2 separate regions of the Mus musculus genome follow, and region 1 is linked to region 2. The links are chromatin contacts, called in public HiChIP or PLAC-seq maps. All regions are on one chromosome and are shown on one strand. Each heading gives the region's core, a stretch centred on a gene start, on an enhancer-like site or on the middle of the called end of the contact. The rest is flanking DNA. Distances are from core to core; before and after follow the strand shown.

Region 1 (6,337 bases), core at 1,999-4,498, 360 kb before region 2:
AGAGGGGGAAATGCTGGCCTCTGCAGTGGCTTTGCAGAGTTGAATTCCCATTAAGGAGAAAGAACACACGCCCAGGACACCAGCCAAGCTGAGGCACCAGAGAATGAGAAAAATGCATTTTAAGAATTTGACATTTTATATTTCCATAACAGCACTCAAGTATTATAATGGAGATCATCCAGATTTATGGACATTCATGCTTATGCATAACAACACATATTTAGACATTTAAAATGACATACGGGAAGGGGCCCCCTTGCGACTGTTAGTACTCTGAAGTTCTGGGCAGTAGAGGAGAGAGGCGATAGATACATATGCAGACTTCTGCCCCTGGAACTGTCCTAACCCTCTTTGCTATGTTTCTGTGCCTCAGTCTCTGCCAGGATTAGAGAAATGCCCAACCTTACATAGGAGAAAGACTAGCAGTAAGGTGGGTAGATAACTGCTCGACAGTGGGAAACAAAGGAGTCCCACAAGACCCAGACTGGTAAATGAACACTGGGCCTCATTCTTGCTCCTTTGGGGTCTGAATCTCTCCTCCTGGCTTCCATTTTCTGAGGCTTGGCTTGTGTGTCTTAGGGACTCTGAGATCTCCCCAGGGTTATCCCTTCCCCCACTTTCTGAAGGTGGTGCCCGGCAGCTCCTCCCTACCTGGAAGTTCAAGCAACTGTTTGTCTCTCTTCCTTGGTCTCTGCTTGCCTGTTCTCTCTCCTAGGTAGCCCAAGGCTCCATCTAAAGGGAAAGGAAGCTGAGGGCCTTGCCCTTTAGGTGATTCACTCTGTTTTAGCCTAAAAACTTGTGCCAACATGCCTGGCCTGTCTTGTGTAAGGATGGTGCCACTTTCCTGGGGAGTCATTTCTGAATGTCCTTGGGAGTGGCAGTGGTGCCTGGGTAAAATGAGCATGCTCACAGGCTGGGTGGGACCGCCACTCTAGAGGATCTCCAGTATGGGTCCCTACTTGTCATGAAAGGGTGTGTGTCTAGCTCAGCCTGTTTGGAAGGGGAAATTCTGGCCATTTCTGAGCTCGCTAATGAGGCAGAGTCAAGGACTGAGTCACTGGACTGAGAGTCGCTGAGTCCCTGCTGCTGCTGCTGTGTCCTCAGGCCTGTTATTCTCTGGACCTCAGATTCCCCTAACAAACGTAGGACTGGATTAGAGCCCTAGAGCTATCCCAGCCCTAACTGTCGTTGCAGATAAACGACCCGTGTGTATATACTCTGACAGAACTGTCTAACCACTCTGCCCCAGTAGACATCAGGTGGGAGACCACTGCCTGACTGCCCTCACCACAAACTTGAGTGAGATGCTCTGGGGAAACTCGAGGGACGTTGTCCCACTAAGAACGGAATTTTAACTTCTGTGGCCACAGGGCTTTACTGGCAGAAGGGACCTTTGCCAGGGCACTCTAGTCATCAGCCTCTTAAACACTCTCTGCATCAATTTCAGAAACAAAAATAAAGCAAAGAGGCTGGCAAGATGTCCCAGCGGGTAGACACTCACCACTGAACTGGACCTGAGTCTGATCCCCAGGACCCAAGTAATGGGGAGAGAGAATCGGCTCCTGTAGGCTATCCTTTGACCCCCACAGGTGCATAGTATCACAGTGGCATGAGCACACACGCACACACACACAGGAACATGCACATGCATGTACACACACGAAAGCACACACCCATACACATGTGCAAGTGGATGTGCGCGCGCGCACACACACACACAGCATTTAAAAATTGCAAAATGACAGATTCGTGCAGAAACCATATTGTTTTACTCATGTGCTAGGCCATCTACTTTTCTTCCTTTTCTTTCTCTTGTCAAAAGGGGGTGGTGCTTCTTGACGTACTGGTTGGCCTGGAACTTGCAGCAATCTTCCTGCCTCTAACTCCTGAGTGCTAGGACCACAGATGTGGACCGCCACACTGGGCTCCATGTCATATTCTACTTCTTATCCCGCACGTGTACCTCTAGCTACTAGCCAAGTTAAGATGTAAGGACAGCAGCTGGTGTTCTGCCTTGACCTATATAAAAAGGGTCTCTCATGACCAGGAGCCCAAGCAGTCCTTCAAACCTGCGGAGCTTTCTAGACGTTATGCCTCCTCTGAACCTTGTAGCCACCTTACAGGAAGATAGCAAGTACAGGCAAACTTACTCCTATGTTAAAGGACAGTCAGGGGAGCAGGCATCGTGTTGAAGTGACACTACCTAATGAGGGTAGACCCAATAGTTGAATCCAGACCCTCTGAGAACTAGCCCAGGGGTTGTGTTGACATCTACATTAGTGATCCCGCAGCTTCTATGTGGGGGTGTGGAGGAATGAGGTAAGCAGCTCTCCCAACCTGGACCTGGGAGTAGTGGCTCTCAGAGATACTAGAGGTGAAGCTGGGGTTTTCTTCTGCAAGGAAGTAGGGCAGACAGGAGGAACTGCTTGGACAGTGGACTCCATTGTTGTCCGATGGAGCCCAGGACAATCTTCTGTGCACACCCTAACAGATCAATTGACAAGCCACAGGTTCCCAACAGTACTGGACCGTGTTCTTCAAAACCGCCAATGTCTGCTTCAAGATTGTTCTGCTTCGCTGGCTCCTGCCTGGCCGTGGAGAGGGCGGGGTGAAGGGGGAGGGGGATCAGCCCAGCCTTCTCCTGTGACTCGGACCCAGGCTTTTCCCTCCCATCTGACTGACTCCTCTCCTTGACCCATTCCTGCCATTCACAAGGTTCTGTCCAAGTGTAGCCTAGATAACACCTGAAGGAGTTTTTCTTTTTTGACTTTAGGCAAGATGGAAATTATTGGCTGGCTAATTTCCATCAAGATTCAATCTTATTCTATCCCTTTCTTAGAGACAAAGTCTAACTCTGTAGCTAGGCAGGCCTTGAACTATTAATCCTCTTGCCTAAGCCCCCAAAGGGTTAGGATTACACTCTTTCTAGTGTAGAACTGCCTTTTATGTAGATGTGGTTCTTACTCGGTTTGCAGGGCTAAGTTCAGGGCGCCAGATAATGCCCTAGCCATGCCTGCGTTTAAAGAGAAGCTCAACGGATTCTCCTCACTGGGGTCCTGCTTCCACTCCACAGCTTTTTGATTTTTTTTTTGTTCTCAAGCTGGGCTGGTAAATGCTTTTCCATCGACTTGTGGTCCTCTGTGATCCTTTGGGACTTCTTCTTGCATTTCTATTTACCCTTTATTCATGAGTCACTATGCTGAGCTCCTGGGACTGGTTTCCACGCCCAGGCTTCTAGTTTCTGACTCACAAAAGTCAAATGAATGGCTCTGGGGTATGAGAAAGACACTACATCTTGGCGTCAACACTCTACAGAAGCCTAAGAAAGTCTCCGGAGAAATAAACAGTCCAGCTTCTTGTACTGCACACTGGGGGTTGCTGTGCAGTTATGGGGAGGTCACTGTGTGGAAGGCAGGTCATGAGATCACTTAGTAGTCTGGTTGTTGTAAAAAAGCTAAGGGTAGATAGATCCCTTGGGAGAGTTTGTCGCCTAACATAGGACAGAACCTGGCTGGGAATGGGGGCCAGGGAGGTGATGTCATTCGTTAACCCAGTCTTGCAACTCAGCGCTGGGGACCCTTCCTACTTAGGAGTATTGTGCGTAGCTCCAGTTTTCCTAACTGGACAACAATGAACTTGTTCATAACATTTTCAAAGCAGTAAATCTCCTCCCAGGCAAAGCCCACTCTGGAAAGCCCTTAGCTTTATTGCTCTGTGTGCACACAGGGAAACAGACACAGACACACCGGATACAGGAACAGATGTGACAGACACATTCAAGTGGACATGACCTACAATCCCAACACTGGGAGGTTAAAGCAGAAGGATTATAAGCTTAAGGCCACAAAGCTACAAAGCAAGACCCTGTCTCAATAAAAACGAAACAATACCTCCAAGTTAAACAAAAACTATACACACAGATATGGCTGCACAGGCAGGTGCTTGTACACACGAATGCACACACATACACATGTACATGCACACCCACACCCCTAAGAGATGCACAGCCACACAGGCACAGATAAAACAGATAAAACCAAGGATCTCCTACCTACTTATTAGACAATCACTTTACCACTGCGCAAAAATCCAGCTGCTTTTGTTACATATTTATTTATTTAATCTTTGAGACTTTTTTTGAGAGTTCTCTTGTAGCTTTGGCAGTCTGTCCTTGAACTTGCTTTGTAGCCTTGAACTAGGAGAGATGAGCATGCCTCTGCCTCTTGAGTGCTGGGAATAAATTATGTGCCACCAGGATACCATTGGTGGTTGGTTTTTTGGGGGGAGGTTGTTTTTTTCGAAACAGGGTTTCTCTGTGTAGCCCTGGCTGTCCTGGAACTCACTTTGTAGACCAGGCTGGCCTCGAACTCAGAAATCCCCCTGCCTCTGCCTCCCAAGTGCTGGGATTAAAGATGTGTGCCGCCACCGCCCGGCTGGTGGTTGTTTTTAATGTATATTTATTCTGCTCTTTGTTTTGTTTTGGGTTTCTTTTTTTTTTTAGACAGGGTTTGACTGTGTAGTCCTGGCTGCCCTGTAGACCAGGCTAGCCATGAACTCGGAGATCTGCCTGCCTCTGCCTCTTAAATGCTGAGATTAAACGTGTGTGCCACCATGGCTGGCTTTGTTCTACTCTTTATTGGGTTAGAAATGTTCAAACTCCCCAACTCCACAAATACCACATTTTAGACTGGGAATCCTGGTTTATGCTTGTAGTCCCAGCTTTGGGGAGACTAAGCCAGAAGTCTGGGCAAGCTTCAGAGTGAATCTGAAGGTAGCCTGGAGCTACAGAGAGAGACCTTGTCCTAAAATAAAAAAGCCCTCAATTGCCATCCCACCACATTTTATATGATTTCATTTCTACAGAATGTTCAGAATATGTAAATACATAGAGGCAGATCTTTGCAAGGCTTGATTTTGTTCTGGGCGTATGTATTACTTCCTTAATCCATTTCCGTACATCCTAAAGCCTATTTTAGTAACTTGCAGTTACTATTACACCAATATAACACGTCCCACTTTACACATTCCGTTTTCTACTTCACACCAGGCACTTCCAATTCAGTAATGACAGCATAATTATCTTTCCTACCCTACCCCCTAGTTTCTTGTTCTATTGTCAAACATCTTGCATGCGGTGTTACAGAGTCCAGTGTGCTGGGTTATTTAGTCCATTGTCTTTTAAGGAAATTCCAGTAAGGGACAATGCATTCTATGTCCACCCAGTTCTAAGCTTTGGTCTCACTAGACCATCTTCAACACTAGCGCACGGTATCACTGCAGCCTTGCATGGACGCCTGGGGAATTCAACTGTTGTCTATTTTGTCTGAGCTGGAGGACCTCTAACATCCTCCAGACCTGCTCAATTTCCAAATCTTTGTTTTCTGTCTCCAGTCATATTCCAGTTGTCCTCTGGTAAGCCCTGAATTGTCAAACTTGCACATGCCAGGGAAGTCCTCAGGCCCAGGTCTACCGTGAACCCCATACAGATTTACTGCACCCCCTTGAGCCTAGCTCCCTTCCTGGTGACACACTGCTCTGAGCACTCCAGCCGTTTCCACAGCTCTAAACTCTGGATTTTGCCACCGCAGTTCAGCTGGACTCTGGGCTCTGCCTTTGCTCTACTTCCCTGCGCTGCAGTCATGGAACTGTGTCCAAGCCAAGAACTGGGGATGTGGTGGGCTCAGCCTCTGAGCTCCCATCTGTGAGGGCTGTATCTCCCTCAGCGACCCAGTACTCTGGTTGAGAGCCAGGGTGTGAGACGATGTCCCCAGACATTTTGGAGTTGGGGAGAAGCTTCCCTGGTGAGCCTTATCTGAAAATTTGATCTATAGATTCTTTGAACTTAATAAGTACTACTTTATTTTACTAAATCTTAAATGGTAGTTCTGGTTTGGTTTTGTTTTAGTTTGGTTTGGTTTGGTTTTGATTTTTTGATACAGGACTTCATGTATCCCAGGCTGGCCTCAAATTCACTATGTAGCCAAGGATGACCTAGACTTTCTGATCCTCCTGCTTAGGCCTCCCAGATGCAGGGATTACAGGTGTGCATCATGGCGCCTGCTTTTTATGAGACACAATTTGTCATAGCCATAGTTACTGCAACACTATTAGAAGCTGCAAGTCCTCTGCTGCCTGTTGGAAATTTTATTCTGTGCTGCTGTTGGAGAGCCAGACTCCAGGCCATGAGCTCCAAAGCGGAAGCTCCGTGCTCTAAGATAACAATACAGATAATTCTAACATCAATAACACTGAGAACAACTTCTTTGTACAAATTCCTTTCAATGTACTAGGTAGTGTGGTGAGTGTCTAAGATACATAATTTCAACGAAACCATACA
Region 2 (7,037 bases), core at 3,879-6,378:
TTCCTTTAAAAAAAAAAAAAATCTAGTGATCTCAGCCTTGGAGAGGTGGAGACAGGAGGTTCCCGTGGGGCTCACTGGCCAACCATCCTACCCTAATCTGTGAGCCCCAGGTGCCAGTGAGAGTCCCCGTATCAAAAACAAGATGGACACCTCCTGAGTTTGATACCTGAGATTAACTTGTGGACTCTACACTCATAAATGCACACCAATACACACACACACACACGCACACACACATACACATACACACACACACACACACACACACACACACACACACAGATGTTAAGCAGATAAAGATACTTGCCACCAAGCCTGAAGTTTAATTCCTGAAACCCACATGGTACAACGAGAGAACCGGTGCCCTATAGGTGTCCTCTAACTCCTGTGCCTCCTGACATTTGCATACACATGCGCAATACAGAAGAACTTTAAATCCTTTAGCGTAGTTTCTATCAGGTTCCTGTTGCACTACAGTGAGAGGGGACACCTAAATCTGAAGCAGGTAGAGGAGGTGCTGGGCCAAGGTGGAAGCAACAACACTGACTGATGGTAAGAGCATGAAGCCCTTCATGTACATCCACTTCCAGTAAAAAGTTAGCACCATTTTATCCCCATTTTACAGACGAGACAAAGAGAAAGTAGAGGGTTGCCTCCGTCTTCACCCTGTGCACCTTATCCAGCTGTGTTTGCCCACAGCATAGTGCCTGATACGCTCTGCCTGATACACTCATTTTGTCGTAGTAAAAGGTAGCCTTCCAAGAAGGAAAAGAATGGTCCGAAGGGAAGGAGGGACCACATCCAAAATAGCGAGAGACGCAGTGGAGCCAGAAGGGAGCCTGTTCTGCAGAGCTGGGGACAGACTGACTGGTCTGGAAGGTCCACATTCCTGACCATTGGCTGGCTCCTTTCAAATATTCATTCCAACCGGTGAGCCCAGAGAGACAACCCCCACTCATCCTAGACTTTGAGTGCCTGGAAGTTGGCCCTTGACTGGTGATCATCTGAAGTCACCAGCAGCTCTCAGGTGCATCCAGTTGGGTTGTGAATTGGTCCAGCAAAGTGTTAGGGAAATGTGTGGCTCAGAGCTTGGAGGGGTGAGGGGAAAGGGGATGGTTAAATCACCAAGTCTCTTATTTGTGTTGGAAGATGAGGTAAACTATGGGAGCCTTCATCCATAAAACTGTCTGCAGTATTAAAAACACACTTCATAAAAAAATAAAAAATAAAATAAACCTCCCTGGTGACCAGGAATGTACCCCTCTAAGGTGGGAGTGGACTGAAAACCCCTTAAAAAAAAATTCTAAATGACTAGTTCCTGTTGCGTTGCGCAGACGTCCGGTAGAGGGCGCTGTTGATACAAATTCTATCAGCAACCCCTTGACTCCCTCCATTCCAGGGACTAGACTGTTTACAGCGCACAAATCCGGATTCTTCACTCTGAGAAATTAGCAGTTGTTCCAGGAGAAGAACGTGGCTCTTTCGGCTTGAAGGGTGATTTTTTTTTCCTGCCATCCTATTGGCTGAGGTCAGCTGTATTCCTACAAAACTGTCCCACTATTATTTTGAATTTTGCCACACAAGATTTGCCTGTCTCCTGAAGAAGTTACTGATGTTATTTGTCTCAAGGACAGACGTTCGGTGACTTAAGAATCTTTATGCGAAGCCGGGTGTGGTGGCACATGCCTTTTAATCCCAGCACTCGGGAGGCTGAGGCAGGCGGATTTCTGAGTTCGAGGCCAGCCTGGTCTACAGTGTGAGTTCCAGGACAACCAGGGCTATACGGAGAAACCATGTCTAAAAAAAAAAAAAAAAAAAAGAATCTTTATGCGGGAATGTTGAGCTATCTGGAATGAGGGAACCCAATTCCAACTCACTAGCCTGAGACCAAGTGGTTCTCAACCTTCCTAAGGCTGGGACCATTTAATACAGTTCCTCAAGTTGTGGTCACCCCCAACCATAAAATTATTTTTTTTTGTTGCTATTTCATAAGCTTCGCATGAATGAGTTAGTTGGGGGAGGGGTGGCGTTTGATCCCCCAGCACTTTGTAAACCAGATGTGGTAGTACTCATCTGCAGTCTCAGCACTTCTGAGGTGAAGGCAGGAGTTATCAGACGCTCAAGATGTTAAAACTAGGCTCCAGGTTTCTCCTTTTGTTTTGTATTTCATTTTCCATTCTAAAGACTAAAGGGTAACTACCCAGACAGGCTCCGGGCAATAACATTGTATATAACCGGGAGCTCTGTTTCCTATAACCTGAGCGACTAGACAAAAGTTCCTTCCTTCCCTCCAAACCATCACCCCTCTCCATCAACCAGCCTCGAAGGCTAGCTCAACTTCTCCAGACCCTGCTTGCATTACTTTGGGATGCCCAGGTCATCACAAGGATCAATACCAATTTGGTTGAGGCTACGCAGCTATTTTGATCTTTTCTGGAGCCTAGAACCTTCGCTGTCTTGAGCAGGCTTCTAGTTCTTCTGCAGAGGAGGACAGTCAGTTCCCAGACAGCTCAGGTACTCGTCATGGTTCAGGGTCCTTGAGACTGGGGATCCAGGCTGAGTCGACACGTCAGGACCCTCACCTCCCCGCACCCAAGAGCATTCATGGAGGGTAGCAGAGAGGCTGGGAGACAAAGATGGCTTTCACCCAGTGCCAGCTGCGAAGGAATGGCTGTGGCATGGTCTGTAGCCCTGAAGCAGGGTGCCGTCCTGTGACTCTGAGCTTAAAAATGTGTGAAATTTCTTTTTGCTGGGCATTTTACATCAAGCGGAACCTGTTCTCAGAGAAACATTCCATTTCACAGACCCTAATGGCTTTCCTCTGTGCCGATGCATTAATGAGGCTCCGGCTCATTCTAATCAGAAGGAAGCCATGCAGATAATTGCCTGAATTTTTAATTCAGAGTTATGATAGGAGAATCAAAGTCACACTGCAGTTGCTGAGGCTACCTCTGGTTCCAGCCCATTGACTTTTGCAATTTTCTTTGATTTCCCCCTCCCTGTCTCTTTCTCCCACTCCCACCTCTCTCTCTCTCTCTCTCTCTCTCCCTCTCCCTCTCTCTCTCTCTCTCTCTCTCTCTCTCTCTCTCTCTCTCTCTCCTCTTTCTCCCCTCCCCCCTTCTCTGTTCCTGGAGGCAGTTTCAAGTTGGGTGGCATAGAGAAAAACAAGGGCAGCCTTTAGGATCTTTCTACCTCCTCTTTTTTTTTTTTTTTTAATTCTTCCCTCCCCCACCATTGAAGGAGTTACTCTCTGATACACCTGTCACCCCAGGGCTGGTTCTGGGAGAGTGCTCTGCCATTGGCCTCCCCACTCGGGGTCTCCGTGCTCACAAGCAAAGACAGGAAATCTGCCGCGGGAGAGGACCTCCCTTGGCAATTTACCTTTCATTTCATCTCAGATTTTAGGGTGAGAGGGTGAGACTTAAAGGAGGAGGGGCAGGGAGAGACATCAGGTGGTCAGGGAGTTCTCAGCAACTGTGGGCTGAGCTGAGGGTAAGGAGGATGCCGGGGGTCCTTTCTGAACAGATTTACCTCCTGATGGTGACTACGGTAGAGAGCTAGAACCTTAAAAGACTTTCAGAACTCTGAGGACGTTCCAGTGGTAAAATGGGGTGAAGGCAAATTGGTCACACTATATATGTCACCACCCTGCTAAGGTAAACCACCCAGAGGCAGCACCAATGGAGGCTCCCTGACATTGGCCAGTTTCCTCCACAGCCTGAGACAGATTTGGCTGGGGGAGGAGAGTCAGCTTTCTTGGCCCAGGTCCAACAAGGTATTCTGGCTCTTCCAGGACAGTGGCTATTCCTGCAAAGGGAATTTCTTCCCCCAGCATCCCCTACAGCCACACAATACCAACAAATGTTTACATTTGAGGCCCCATCAGCAGAGCGAGCCTCAACTCTGACCTGATGCCCACGTTCACATGGCTTCCGGGAGCGGACTATATCTCCATACCTGGTTCTAGGAGATGATCTTACTTTCAAGAGACAGAAGGCATCTGCACTGTGTGTGAGCATCTTCTAGCTGCCAAGGGTTTCCCATGCCATTCAGCCATTAAGTCCTCACAAATACCATGTGAAGAAGATGTGGCCGTATCTACCCACCAGGAAGTAGGTGAATCAGCCTGAGATAGAAGTCTTGTTGCCACCTGCATCTTACTTCTCAAACGGAAGGTGGTGTTTGTTTGTCTGGTTTTGGACTTTTGCTTTGGCAGAATACACAAATACCTTTTAAGCGATTGCACTCCCAGGTCAGAGCAGTATTTCTGCTAACAGTCTTTCCCATTGCAAGATCCCAGAAATGACAAGGGGCAGTTACCTTTATTGCCCCATGGGGCTTTCTTTTCCGCAGTCAAATGTGGCCTCGTGCTTGAATAACACCCGTGTCTGGAGAACGCTTAAGCAGTTTCAGCCATACTCTGTCTTTTCTCAGACGTTAGGGACAAAGGGGAGAAGACTGCCACCTGCTTGAGACCAGGGGACTTCACCTAGACTCGGCTACTATACAAGTGCAAACCTCCACTGAACTTTTTACTATTGCTGCTGGTTTGTTTGTTTGTTTGTTTGGCAGGGTCTCACTGTGCCCCTGGCTGGCCTGGGACTCTCTATGTAGACGAGACTGGCCTTGAACTCACAGAGCTCCACCTGCCTTTGTCTCCTGAGTGTTAGGATAAAAAGAATGATCCACCATGTCCTGCTCTATTGAAGTTTTGTTTTTGTTTTTGTTTTTGTTTTTTTTTAAATAAAATCAGCCGTTTGGCTTGATGGTGCAAACGTGTAGTCCCAACACTGAAGAAACTGAAGCAGGAGAGTAGCAGGTTTGACTGTAACCTGGGCAATGTAGTGATACTCTGCCTCAAAAAAATAAAAATAAAAACAAGTTAGTATGATGTTTCATCTGTGTAACCCCAGTCTTGGAGAGCTGAAGCAGGTAAGTTGCTAAGGGCTCCAAGGCAGCCTGGGCTACAGAGTCAGACTTTGTCTCAATAATAATAATAGTAATAATAATAATAGTAATAGTAAAAAATTAGTGCCCATTTCTTTTCTAAAGGGGACATTTAAAAATACTTTTAGGCAGAGTTGGGTTTCATTCACTCAGCAAATATTTAATCAGCATTGATCATATTCCAGGCTGTGCCAGGCACTGAGGCTGATGGGAAGAAAGAGTCCTGCTCTCTATGAGCTACATTTAATGCTCATAGAAGTAAATTCTTATCCCACAGGATGAAGGCTGCAGCAGACAGAAGTACAACGTTCAATGAACATTGAATGGATGCCCTGAAATCAAGCTTACAAAAACCACTGTTTAAACTCCAGCAAAATCGACAGTCACAATCAGAACCTTGTCCCTGTGCTCAGGGTGTATCCATTCAGGGATGAGCAAGCGCATTCTAAACTTTGCCCCCTTCTTCTCCTCCTGAGCCATCTTTCTCCTGGCTCCTTGGAGACCCAGGCTGCTCCCCAGACCCTGTGCACTCCAGCTTCAGCCCTGTGAACCTGGAGTTAATGATTAAACCCAGCGTCGGTGAGGTGGCTGGAGGCAGAGGCTTCCTTGGGGTGAGCCAGGCAGCTCAGTCTTGAAAATTGCCCGGGTTCCTGGCTCTGCTCCAGCCTGGCACAGGCCAGAGACAGATCCAGCACCCACACCCACAGGCAGTACCTCCTCAAAGTCTTCTGAAACCTCAACACCATGCAGTCTCTAGCCCTTCTGGAGCAAACCTAAGGCACTGGGGGGCCTTCTGAGGGGTGTGTGTGTGTGTGTGTGTGTGAATGAGTCTTTAGGACAGATTCCAGTTCTGCTACCAATTAGCAGGGCGACCCCTGGGGCAGTCTCCTTACCTTTTTGGAGCTTCAAACTCCTCATCCGTAACAAAAGAAGACTGTGAGCAGACTGGGCCCTGTTCCATGCCTTTGTCACGAGCTGAGCTGTCACGCCGGCCTGGTACGTGCTATTTCTTCTGACTTCTCACTCATCCTTCAGGATGAAGCAAAGGTCTCACCATCTTCAGAAAGCCATCCCTGGCTTCCTCCCTGTGTGCCACCCCCAGCCTCCAGGCACTGCTTGCCCTCTCATGACACATCACTTCTAGTTGTCCCCAGCTAGACTGAGCTTAGGGAAGAAGTTGTTTATCTTTTCTATCCCAGCATAGAGTCTGACACTAAGTGTGAGCTCAGAAATGTCAGGTTTCATCCGATTAGAATTGTCTCCATTAGTGGAATCCATTTTAATATTTTTTTAAAAAAAGATTGATTGATTGACTGATTGATTGATTGATTGATTTAACACGTATGAGAGCTTTGCTTTGCCTACATGTATATCTGAACACCATATCTGTGCCTGGTTCCCAAGGTTGCCCAAAGAGGGTAGGACTACAGTTAAAGATCTTTGTGAGCCAACATATGGGAGCTGGGAATCAAACTTGGGTCCTCTGGAAGAGCATCCATTGCGCTTAACCACTGAGCCTTCCTTCCAGCCTCTACTTATTTTAATCTTTACTTCTTTGGTCCATGTCTCTCTTTCCACTTTAACAATAAAATCTTACTCACTTTATTTCCTTTCAGTTTGGAAACCCTCCATTCTACTTCTTGTCCCCCTCACTACCTTAGGTAAAGAACCCTTGAAATATTAGTGTAGTGTTAATATCTCCAACTTCTTTGAAATATTAGTATAATATTAATATCTCCAACTTCTTTGAAATATTAGTGTAGTGTTAATATCTCCAACTTCTTTCCCCCAGATGTAGAAACTTCAGTCCTTCCCAAGTTTGTACCATGTTATAGTTCTTCGGTGTCATCTTATTTTTGTAATCCAACAAAATTATTGTATGAAATAATTTATAGTCAATATTATTTAAATATGACTATACAATTATGTATTTATTTTTTGTTTGTGTTGGTTCTTAAGTGCCACTTCATATAGGATCAGCTGTCTTCAAAGCACATCCTTTAGTAATTCTCTCACTGAGGGATTATGACAGATAAGCTCTTCTCTATCTGAGAAAAGTCTTTATATTGTTTTCAGTCTTGACTACACCT

The links. HiChIP or PLAC-seq counts read pairs in DNA pulled down with a chosen protein or histone mark.
Region 1: a contact with region 2 is called in an HNF4G HiChIP or PLAC-seq map of pancreatic cancer cells. The contact joins two enhancer-like sites. A contact is called at or near these places in 1 of 39 promoter capture datasets (the C10 cell line) and 2 of 115 datasets of contacts at active chromatin or transcription factors (bone marrow-derived macrophages and pancreatic cancer cells).

The regions. Positions count from the first base shown.
Region 1 is chr11:83,454,888-83,461,224 of GRCm38.p6, forward strand. All of the region lies in intron 1 of Mmp28 (matrix metallopeptidase 28 (epilysin)), which reads right to left. Among named protein-coding and RNA genes, the nearest start is that of Mmp28, 5.0 kb to the right of the region's middle. Within about 2 kb of position 3,249, at least 79 of the 459 cell types and tissues checked have an H3K27ac peak or open chromatin away from gene starts, as enhancers often do. A contact at or near this core is called in pancreatic cancer cells, where this site is marked.
Region 2 is chr11:83,814,468-83,821,504 of GRCm38.p6, forward strand. Gm12576 (a long non-coding RNA gene) reads right to left here. Exons shown (of 4, transcript XR_388929.3): 3 at 5,841-5,976. Among named protein-coding and RNA genes, the nearest start is that of Gm38934, 6.9 kb to the left of the region's middle. Within about 2 kb of position 5,129, at least 39 of the 459 cell types and tissues checked have an H3K27ac peak or open chromatin away from gene starts, as enhancers often do. A contact at or near this core is called in pancreatic cancer cells, where this site is marked.